2 separate regions of the Hordeum vulgare genome follow, and region 1 is linked to region 2. Evidence: chromatin contacts called from public Hi-C data. All regions are on one chromosome and are shown on one strand. The core of a region is the stretch at or near the end of the contact, and the rest is flanking DNA. Distances in the headings are between cores, read along the strand shown. Region 1 holds the start of LOC123398001 (AUGMIN subunit 8). Region 2 holds the start of LOC123398528 (putative leucine-rich repeat receptor-like serine/threonine-protein kinase At2g24130).

Region 1 (5,304 bases), core at 542-3,041, 210 kb before region 2:
AAATGAAGAAAATCATTCAATTAGATTCACTTGAAACAAGCAAGAAAAATTATCCAGACACACAAAAACCAAGAAAATACAGCGTCAACATGTTTAAGCGAATGTACCAAAGCGATCCTGAAACTGCAAGTAACCGAATAGCATACCCCGCTTCCAGTACAAAACTTGCAGTAGCTGTTCCCTCAACCCTCTCACGTAGATGTCATGGTTGGACCAGGGAGGGAGAAGTTATATAATGGAGGCTCCTAAGCAAGGTAGGGAGGAAGGTGGCATTTATAAACGCACTGTTCACAGACTAAAAATATAAAATAGAAGATGTTTTTTGTGCAAATTGCTGCTGCTATGTAACATGAGGCATTCGAGCAAGGACGAAGCCAATAAACAAAACTATTTGCGGAGATTCGGAGGGTTTTGGGACAGACAGGGAAATCCACATCATCACATGCATGTGAGGCGAATCTCTTGCCTAGCAGATTAACAATCTCCCATCAGAAGCGGCATTGGAAACAAGAGACCTTTTATTAAGGTGCCACTCATGAACCAGGAACATGCATCGAGATTTTGTAATCTTCGATACAAACGACAGAAAAACAAAGCCGCAGGACAGGGCACATGCCGATAGAACCAATAGGATTCACTTGAAATTGCCGGGAATTTTCCTCGACTGAATCGACTGACTGATGAAAAGTAAGAAGTATGACACGTTGCTTTCATTGTTGGCTCTACATTGGATAATTCTTGATGGCTTGCTCGAAGAATTCACCCACCGAGAGTGAATCAAGCACAAATTGCATGAGTACATTTCCTTTGGGTCACTGGAGGAGCTAAGTGTGTCTGGATTGCTGCTACTAGGAGACAAGATGTGTCAAGTCACCTAGCACGATTAATTAATAGCGGTAAAAAATTGCAGCGGGGACTAATCAAGCATCGAAATCACCAAAGAGTCGAGGCTCGAGAGTACGTAGCCTTAGTAAAAAATTAATTTCTCCAGCTGTGCTAGAACGAGGACCAGGTGAAACAAACGGAAGACACAAATTTCTCAGGACTCACCAACGCCCACAGAATCCGCAGCGGGGAACCCAACCCGCGCGCGCACCAGCATCAGCGTCCATTCGAGAAGAACGTCGACGAACCCGAGACAAGACAAAGGCAAGCATAGCGGCGTCGCCGATGTTCTGTCAGTACAAACCGACGGATTCGGGGCGCGTCCAGATCATCCGAGCTGTGCAGTCTCCTCGCAAACATCGCCCGTCGTTTCCATTGACAGATTGAACCCAACCCTCGATCGCACAGCCCAGCACCCCCTCCCTCTCCCCAACTACCAAAGAAACAAACACCTGGCGCGCGCCTCTGCCCAGGGAGGCACCCCCCCCCCCCCCCCCCCTCCTCAATCAAATTGAAGAGCAGCACAGCACAAGACCAAAAAACATCTCCCGCACACAGGCGGCCGAAGCATACCAACAGCGCCTCGCAGCGACGATCCCTAAACTCCCCAGCTCCGAAACCGGCCAGATAAGCGCCAGGAGGCTCACCTCGAGAGCACCGGCGGCGACAGCTCGGAGACCAGACGCCGCCGCCTCCTGCTCCCCTTGCTCCTCGGGGCGGCTCCGGGTCGGGCCGAGCGCGGCCTCCAGGAGCGCCAGACGGCGGGCGCGGCGCTCGCGGACCTGCCACGACTGGCCTGGCGTGGGTTTTTGCTTGCTTCCGCAGAGGCAAAGCAGAGGGGGGAGGAGGAGGGGGTGGGAGCGAGGGCAGGGCGGAGGGAGGGAGGTTACGGGTGGTAGATGGGTTCGCGCGGCGGGGGCGGGATTAAGGGGGAGTGCGTAGTTAAGGAAGACCAGACCAAACGGCTCTCGCCCTTTATTAATCACGGCGAGGTTACGGTGGGGTGCGTCCGTCCGTCCGTCCGTGCGCTGCGCTGCGCTGGCTCGTGGAGTCCATACGTACAGTATCCATACCATACGCTGATGGATGGTATGGTATGGTATGGTATGATGATGATGGTGATAATGGGTATTGGACCTTATCTACGGGTCGTCCCCCGCTCGCCCTTTCCTGCGTGTAGACGCAACGTGTGGGTGCGAAACGCAATCATCCAAGCCCGTAGTTCGTGCCTACTTCTTTTCTTCTTCTTCTCGAATACGTACCTCATCATCACCGAACTTGCCGGTTGCATTTGTAGTGGGTAGATGGTGGAGGTGGTAGAAACCTGGGACGTCCTTGTCGGTTTAATTGACCTCCGATTTCCATTGCAGAAAGTGGAAGGGGGAATAAAACGGAAGCAACAATCCGGGGGAAAGAGAGGAAGTTGAACTCCCCAGCTAGCTCGTCTCTTTGGACCAAACACGCAAAAGGCTACGTCAATGCCGCCGATAAGCCTTGTTGGTTGACCAAACCCATTAGAAAAACGCATGCTTTCTGGAGTACTACTTTTCTTGTTGCGACTGCTTCGGTTTTGTTAACATCGGTTGAACGCTTCCGGTCCCAAAAGGTTGTGCTACTTCCTTTTCTTTTCTTTTACGGAGTCAATTGTAGTTGAGACAATGTATACGAGGTAATATGGCGAAAATGGGAACCATAGTATAAATTAATATTCTCACCTCTTTATGTTCAAAATAAATAGTCCTCTACCTCATATATAAATACATGTTTATTCCCGGTGATCAACGAGAACGATGTATCATTAGATTTGAAAATTGTAAAACATGTTTTCTAACAAAAATGTTTTCAATCAATCAACAACAAAAACACTAGAGACACTTCCACTCAATCGGGATGATTTCTCGTGCAGTCCGTCGCCTTTATGATCAAATGGCTTGCATCAACCTCTACTCATAGCCCTCTTTTGCAAGTTGGCCCTGTTGCAATCTTTTGAATGCAACAAAGGGTTTGTTGCAAACCGACCACGTCCCTCACATGTGTCGCATTCTCATTTTTTTCGTCAGAAACAATCTTATCCCACCCAAAACATCTAGATAATTTCGTCTTCTTTGAAAATCACTCTCATACTCTCCTTTGTTTCCGTCGAAAGAATGCCACTGCCTACATCATTTTATTCTCCCTCATGACACTTCATGTGGTAGGACATTGATACGTCTTGAATGTATCTGTAAGTTTTTATTATTTCATGTTATTTTATTATCAATCTTAGATACTCCATCGGTTCTAAATATAAGTCTTTTATAGATTTCACTATGGACACCGTAGCAAAATGTGTATAAAGTCCGTAGTGGAATCTCTAAAAAGACTTATATTTAGGAAAGGGGGTACTTTTTATGTAATTTTATATTACTTTTGAAAACTAACCTATTAATGCAGTGCTTGGTGTCAGTTGATGTTTTCTATCTATTTTTGCTTCTACACAGAAACTAATACCAAACGGAGTCCAAACGATGTGAATCATTTTGATGATTTTTTGGACCAAAATACACCCTAGAAGCTTTGGGGGAGGATCAGAAGACCTACGAGGAGACCAAAAGACAACAAGGCGCGCCCAGGGGGTGGGCGCCCCTCATGTCTTGTGTACCCCTTGTGGCTCCGTGTGACCTAATTTCAACACTATAAATTCTCAAATATTCCAAAACCCCTAAAGAGCCACTTGAAATATTTTTAGTCGCCCCAAGTCTCTCTTGTTCCATGATCCCAATCGAGACATTTTCTTGCACTCCGTCGGAGGGGGAATCGATCATGAAGGGCTTCTACATCAATCTTGTTGCCTTTTCCGATGATGTGTGAGTAGTCTATCATAGACCTACGAGTCCATAGTGATTAGCTAGATGGTTGCTTATCTCTCTCTTTGATCTTCAATTCCATGTTCTCTTCAGAGATCTATTCGACGTAATCTTCGTTTACGGTGTGTTTGTTGGGATCCTATGGATTGTTGGTTTATAATTAGATTATTCATTAAAATTGATTGATTTTTTTGAATTCTTAATGGAATAATTTCTGAATTATTTTATGTGCGATTTATATAGCTATGTAATGCTTTCTGATCCATGGATTTTCTTTGGCCAAATTGATCTATCGATCTTTAGTGAAACTGGTGCATATTAGATGGTTCAATCTTGCGGTGTCCTCACCCAGTGACAAAAGGGGTAGCAAGGCACGTATTGTATTTTTGCTAATAAGGATAAAATGGTGGGGTTTAATCATATTGATTGGTTTAATTCTGTCTACATTATGTCATCTTGCTTAAAGTGTTACTTTGTTCGTATGAACTTAATTATCATAGATGCACGCAAGAGTCGGTTGATTAGTGGGTTAATAGTAGTAGATGCAGGTTGGAGACGGTCTACTTGTCATGGATGTAATGCATGTATAGTTGAGCATGCCATAAATAACATCTTATCTATGCACATTTCTATTAATTGTCCAACAGTAATTTGTTTACCCACCGTATTGTTGGAAATATGCCCTAGAGGCAATAATAAATTGGTTATTATTATATTTCCTTGTTCATAATAATTGTTTATTATCCATGCTACAATTGTATTGATTGGAACTCAAATACATGTGTGGATACATAGACAACAAATGATCCCTAGTGAGCCTCTAGTTGACTAGCTCGTTGATCAAAGATGGTCAACGTTTTCTGGTCATAGACAAGTGTTGTCACTTGTTAACGGGATCACATCATTAGGAGAATGATATGATGGACAAGACCCAAACTATGAACGTAGCATATGATCGTGTTAGTTTATTGCTACTGTTTTCTGCATGTCAATGTATGTGTTCCTATGACCATGAGATTATGCAACTCCCGGACACCGGAGGAATACCTTGTGTGTATCAAATATCGCAACGTAACTGGGTGACTATAAAGGTGCTCTACAGGTATATCCGAAGGTGTTTCTTGGCTTGGCATGGATCAAGACTGTGATTTGTCACTCCATGTGACGGAGAGGTATCCCGGGGCCCATTCGGTAATATAACATCACAACAAGCCTTGCAAGCAATGTGACTAAGGAGTTAGTCACAGGATCTTGTATTACGGAACGAGTAAACAGACTTGTCAGTAACTAGATTGAACTAGGTATGGAGATACCAACGATAGAATCTCGGGCAAGTAACATTCCGAAGGACAAAGGGAACATCATAAGGGATTAACTGAATCCTTGACATATAGGTTCAACCGATAGAGATCTTCATAGAATATATAGGAGCCTATGGACATCCAGGTCCTACTATTGGTTATTGACTGGAGAATGTCTCAGGTCATGTCTACATAGTTCTCGAACCCGCAGGGCCTGCACACTTAAGGTTCGGTGACGTTTCGGTATAGTTGAGTTATAGGTGTTGGTAACC
Region 2 (5,369 bases), core at 384-2,883:
GAGGCCCTCTTCATGGATTCGTAGCTGTACAGCTTGTGATCTCCTGGTTGTCTTGCCTGCCACCTGCTCGGTGCCCACCACCTGCTCGTGCAAATGCGCGGCAGAGCCCAGCACTTGCACCGCATGTTGATCCTGATGCTGGATACCCTACCTCCGGGATGCTTGCTTACTAGGGTGAAAATGCGCGGCAGAGCCTAGCACTTGCACTGCCTGTTGATCCTGATGCTGGTTACCCAACCTCCGGGATGCTTGCTTACTAGGATCATGTGCATTGCGCAACCTTCTTGGTGGAGATACCTTTCTGAAAACCAGAGATGCTAACCTGGCCCCAGGGGACTGGCATTATTGCGCAAATCAAGCTGAGGCTTGTGCTGGATGATTCAAGGAGCAGGGGCGGCGACTGCGAGCATGCCTGTGATTCGGTATCCAGCTCCTCCTCGCTTGAGGTCGGTCGTGTACAATGTTTTTCCATATCTCGGGAACCTTGTCTGATCAATTACATTTTGAGGCAGAAAATAGAGAGGCCGTGTGCTCTTTCTGATGAAGGCGACGGCAGACCGAAGCCCATTCACCCGGTGCTGGCTACGGATCACTTCAATTAAAAAGGTCAGAATTATGATAGATGGTGGCAAGGCATTTTCTCTGGGCATTGCTAAAAAACAAATCACTGGATCATCTCAATTGGCAATAGTTTAGTTTCGTGAGCTATTGCTAGTGCTCTGCTCTAGAGGCTTCACTGCATATGCTCAGTTTCACCTGATATGAATATTAGGAGGAAAGTGCCCTACTGTACCTATTTACTGTTTGGGATGTGCATATAGGATTATAGGGTATAGATCAATACCGAAACCGCTATTTATCTCTGCTACTTATCTTGGCCTGCTACTTTACATGGGAACGGTGTGAAACTACAAACTGTGTATCATGGAAGATGGAACAGTGCCAGATATCTACGAACTGAACATGTTGTTTGTTCCAAGAGGGAAGCGGCATGGAGCAAACTGAACATCTTGTTTGTTCCACAGGGAAGCATCATGGAGCAAATGAAACACCTCAAGAGTGCCCCACTTGATTTGGTTGAAAGGGCAGTCATGATGCACCTAACTAATCATTTAATAACAGCCTTAGGCATGTAGGCCTATCTTCCTATCCTGCATCGCGAAAGTGCTAATCATTCTTTGACATTGTTTTTGGTTACCTATGTAGTATAAACAAGGTCTCATAGGTTAAGCTTTCTGGCCTACCCCTAGCTCGTGCATAGCAGCATAGGTCACACACTCACACTTGTAGGCTGAACTTTACTGGTACTAAAAATCTGCAATGCACAATGTTGCATCATGGGCCAGACCGTTGAAAAGTTTGTTCATGAATCACATGCCTGGGTTGTGAAAAATGTGGCTGTTCTGTGAAACCATTGAGAGATGGCGTGTGCATGATAGACGCCCCGCTAGTCTGCTAGTCTCTGGTGGATGTTAGCCTGAAACCAGGTAATTGAGATGACCCAGCTTATGTGTGGTTACGTGAGTAGAATTTCTGTTTGTACTTCCAGTTGACATGTATGACCGCACATATGTGCAGCTGCTCGGCATGGAGGCATGGATTGATGCACACAACCAATAACCAGGTCAGTTTTATCATGCTGAACTTACTCCGGATCTTTCTGTCAGATGGATGTTCGGTTGGCAATTGATACACACACTTGCCTAACTAGAGTAGTGTTCAGATTAACTAACTGGGTTAACGGTAGAAGAGGACATTCTACGCGAGAGATTTTCTTGGCAAGCATCACAACATACAGTGTTCCCCGGGACAGATAACCCCAGCCTACTGGCGCGAGTGCGGCATGTCCGAAGAAAATCTACGGCCATTACAACCTCGTTCCTACTGCACGCGCGTGCGCGCTGCCGAAGTGGAAGTGCCCAGCCATCTCCGGTCGCTTTCCCACTGCCTGCGCCCGCTTATCGTGCACAGGGCAATCATAGCCGACGCAGAAACAAATCAGCTAGGGGCCATGCCATTACCGCCACTCTCGCCGGTCGCCATCACCTCATTCTCCAATCTCCATCCATCTATTCTCCTTCCCAGTCCTTATTTCCTGCGACCTTCTCCATCCAGCTAGCTAGTAGGGGTGCATCCTTTGCGATCGATCTCTGGTACATCCAGCCTAAGAGTAGTGACCGGAGATGCTACCGCCATGTAGAACCCTTAGCTAGCTCCGAGGTCCGAGCTACCTCCATAGTCCATCACTGGCTGCATGCCTTTCCAGTAAAGCATGAGAGCTCCCATGGCCGTCAGGAGCGCGGCCATTCTCCTCCTCGTCGTCCACATCACGCTCTTCCATGTCGTGGCCGCTGCGGCGGGCGCCGAGCGGCAGGCTGGGACGATCGTCCGGCAGCAGCGTCGGCGGCAAGTGCTGCTGCAGGAGAAGGCCACGCTCCTGGCGTTGAAACGCTCGCTCACCTTGCTGTCGCCGTCGGCTCTGGCCGACTGGAACGAGTCCAACGGCGACGTCTGCGGCCTCACTGGCGTTGCCTGCGACTGGAGGCGGCAGCACGTCATCGGCCTCTCGCTAGGCAACATGAACATCTCTGGCCCCGTGCCTCCGGTCATCGGTAACCTCACGCGCCTCAAGAGCCTCGACATATCTAGCAATTTCCTCGCAGGGCAGATCCCGGCCGAGCTCTCCAACCTCCGCGGTCTGGAAGTCCTCGACCTCGGCCACAACCAGCTAAGCGGCGGCATACCGCCGTCCCTCTCTGAGCTGGCAAGCTTGGCCTACCTCAGCCTCAAGGATAATCACCTCTCAGGCCCTATCCCGGCCGTTCTCTTCAAGAACTGCACCAGTCTAGGTCTGGTCGACTTCGGCAACAACGATCTCTCCGGCGAGATCCCCCTGGAAGCCTCGGAGACCATTCTTGTGCTCAACCTCTACTCCAACAGGCTAACCGGAAGACTCCCACGGTGGCTCGCCAACTGCACGTATCTGTACCTGCTGGATGTGGAGGACAACTCGCTTGCCGACGAGCTCCCCGCCGACATCATAGCGGGCAAGCAGCAGCTCAGGTACCTGCATTTGTCCAACAACTACCGTTTCTCCAGCCACGACGGCAACACCAACCTGGAGCCCTTCTTCGCCGCAGTATCAAACTGCTCGCAGATACTGGAGATAGAGGCCGGTGCTGTGCGGATGGGCGGGTGGCTGCCAAGCCGGCTTGGCTCCTTGCTCCCACCAAACATGTCGCACCTCAACCTGGAGCTCAACGAGATCAAGGGGACGATCCCGGCCAACATCGGCGATGTGATAAACATCACGCTGATGAACCTCTCAAGCAACCAGCTGAACGGGACAGTCCCGGCGTCTATCTGTGCGTTGCCGAAGCTTGAGCGGCTCTCCCTGTCCAACAATGGCCTGACAGGCATGATCCCGGCGTGCATAGGCAACGCGACGAGCCTTGGCGAGCTGGATTTGTCAGGCAATGCGCTGTCGGGAAGCATCCCGAGCGGCATCGGGACTAGGCTTGTCAACCTCTACCTGCAGAACAACCAGCTGTCCGGAGAGATACCAGCAAACCGCCTTGCCGAATGCATCCGCTTGCTGCACCTTGACCTCTCAAACAACAGCTTGACGGGGGAGGTACCAGACATGGTCTCTGGCACCGACATTATATATCTGAACCTGTCGCACAACCAGATCAGAGGTGAGTTGCCGCGGGGGCTCAGCGACATGCAGCAGGCGCAGGCGATTGACCTGTCCTGGAACAACTTCAGTGGCACGATCTCTCCGCAGCTCGGGCTCTGCCGTGAGCTGGAGGTCCTCGACCTGTCGCACAACTTGCTCACGGGCGTCCTACCATCGTCTCTCGAGCTCCTCAAGGACCTCAAAAACCTGGACGTCTCCAACAACTCACTGACCGGCGAGATCCCTGCAAACCTGACGAAATGCACCAGCCTGAAACATTTCAACCTGTCGTACAATGACTTCGTCGGCCATGTGCCGACCACCGGTGTCTTTGCGGACTTCACCTTTCTCTCCTACATTGGCAACCCACGGCTCTGCGGCTCGGTGGTGAGGCGCAACTGCCAAAGGCACCGCTCATGGTACCAGTCCCGGAAGTATCTGGTAGTGATGTGTGTCTGCGCCGCCGTGCTGGCATTCGTGCTGACAATCTTCTGTGTGGTCAGTGCCTGGAAGATCCGGGATTGGCTAGCTGCAGTGCGGGACGACATGTTCAGGGGCCGACGCAGCGGAGGCTCGTCACCGGTGATGAAGTACAAGTTCCCGCGGATCACACACCAGGAGCTGCTTGAGGCGACGGAGGAGTTCAGCGAAGACCGGCTCGTTGGAACGGGCAGCTACGGCCGCGTGTACCGCGGCACGCTACGGGATGGCACCATGGTTGCCGTGAAGGTGCTGCAGCTCCAATCAGGGAACTCGACCAAGAGTTTCAGCCGCGAGTGCCAGGTCCTGAAGCGCATCCGCCATCGGAACCTCATGCGGATCATCACCGCATGCAGCCTGGCGGACTTCAAGGCGCTGGTCCTGCCCTTCATGGCGAAGGGCAGCCTCGAGCGGTGCCTCTATGCTGGGCCGCCGTCCGAGCTCAGCCTGGTGCAGCGCGTCAACATCTGCAGCGACATCGCCGAGGGGGTGGCTTACCTGCACCACCACTCACCGGTCAAGGTCATCCACTGCGACCTCAAGCCAAGCAACGTCCTCATAAACGACGACATGACTGCGCTCGTGTCTGACTTCGGCATCTCCCGGCTGGTCATGAGCATTGGCGGTGTGGCCAACGCCGCCGATGTCGGCGCCTCCACCGCCAACATGTTGTGCGGTTCCATCGGATACATTCCTCCAGGTAAACCAGAAACTCATAAAGCTATATCACAAGCTATCACCATGATGAGTTCGCAGATTCTTAGTTCTGAGTGGTTCTTTCTCGCGATGATGATCTGAAGAGTATGGCTACGGCTCGAACCCGACGACGAAGGGCGATGTGTACAGCTTCGGCGTTCTGGTGATGGAGATGGTAACGAGGAAGAAGCCAACCGATGAAATGTTCGAGGCTGGGCTGAGCCTGCACAAGTGGGTGAAGAGCCACTACCACGGCCGGGCCGACGCGGTGGTCGACCAGGCACTGGCCAGGATGGTTCTGGATCAGACCCCCGAGGTGAGGAGGATGTCGGACGCGGCCATCGGTGAGCTGCTGGAGCTCGGCATTCTCTGCACCCAGGAGAGCGCGTCCACACGGCCGTCTATGCTGGACGCCGCCGATGACCTGGACCGGTTGAAGCGGTACCTCGGCGGCGACACGACGGCTACATTCGAGTCCTCGTTGGGCTTCTCATCCACGGTAGTTGAAGATATT

What was found. A called contact is a pair of places that touch in the nucleus more often than the background predicts.
Region 1: a Hi-C map of seedling shows a contact between it and region 2, with 4 times the contacts expected there. The contact joins the promoter of LOC123398001 here to the promoter of LOC123398528 in region 2. A contact is called at or near these places in 4 of 6 Hi-C or Micro-C datasets (leaf and seedling) and 1 of 1 datasets of contacts at active chromatin or transcription factors (embryo).

What each region holds. Positions count from the first base shown.
Region 1 is chr5H:441,905,760-441,911,063 of MorexV3_pseudomolecules_assembly, reverse strand. It overlaps LOC123398001 (AUGMIN subunit 8), which reads right to left and starts at 1,791. Exons shown (of 7, transcript XM_045092510.1): 1 at 1,533-1,791.
Region 2 is chr5H:441,696,995-441,702,363 of MorexV3_pseudomolecules_assembly, reverse strand. LOC123398528 (putative leucine-rich repeat receptor-like serine/threonine-protein kinase At2g24130) reads left to right here and starts at 1,633. Exons shown (of 3, transcript XM_045092993.1): 1 at 1,633-4,098; 2 at 4,183-4,859; 3 at 4,960-5,369. The coding sequence starts at 2,273.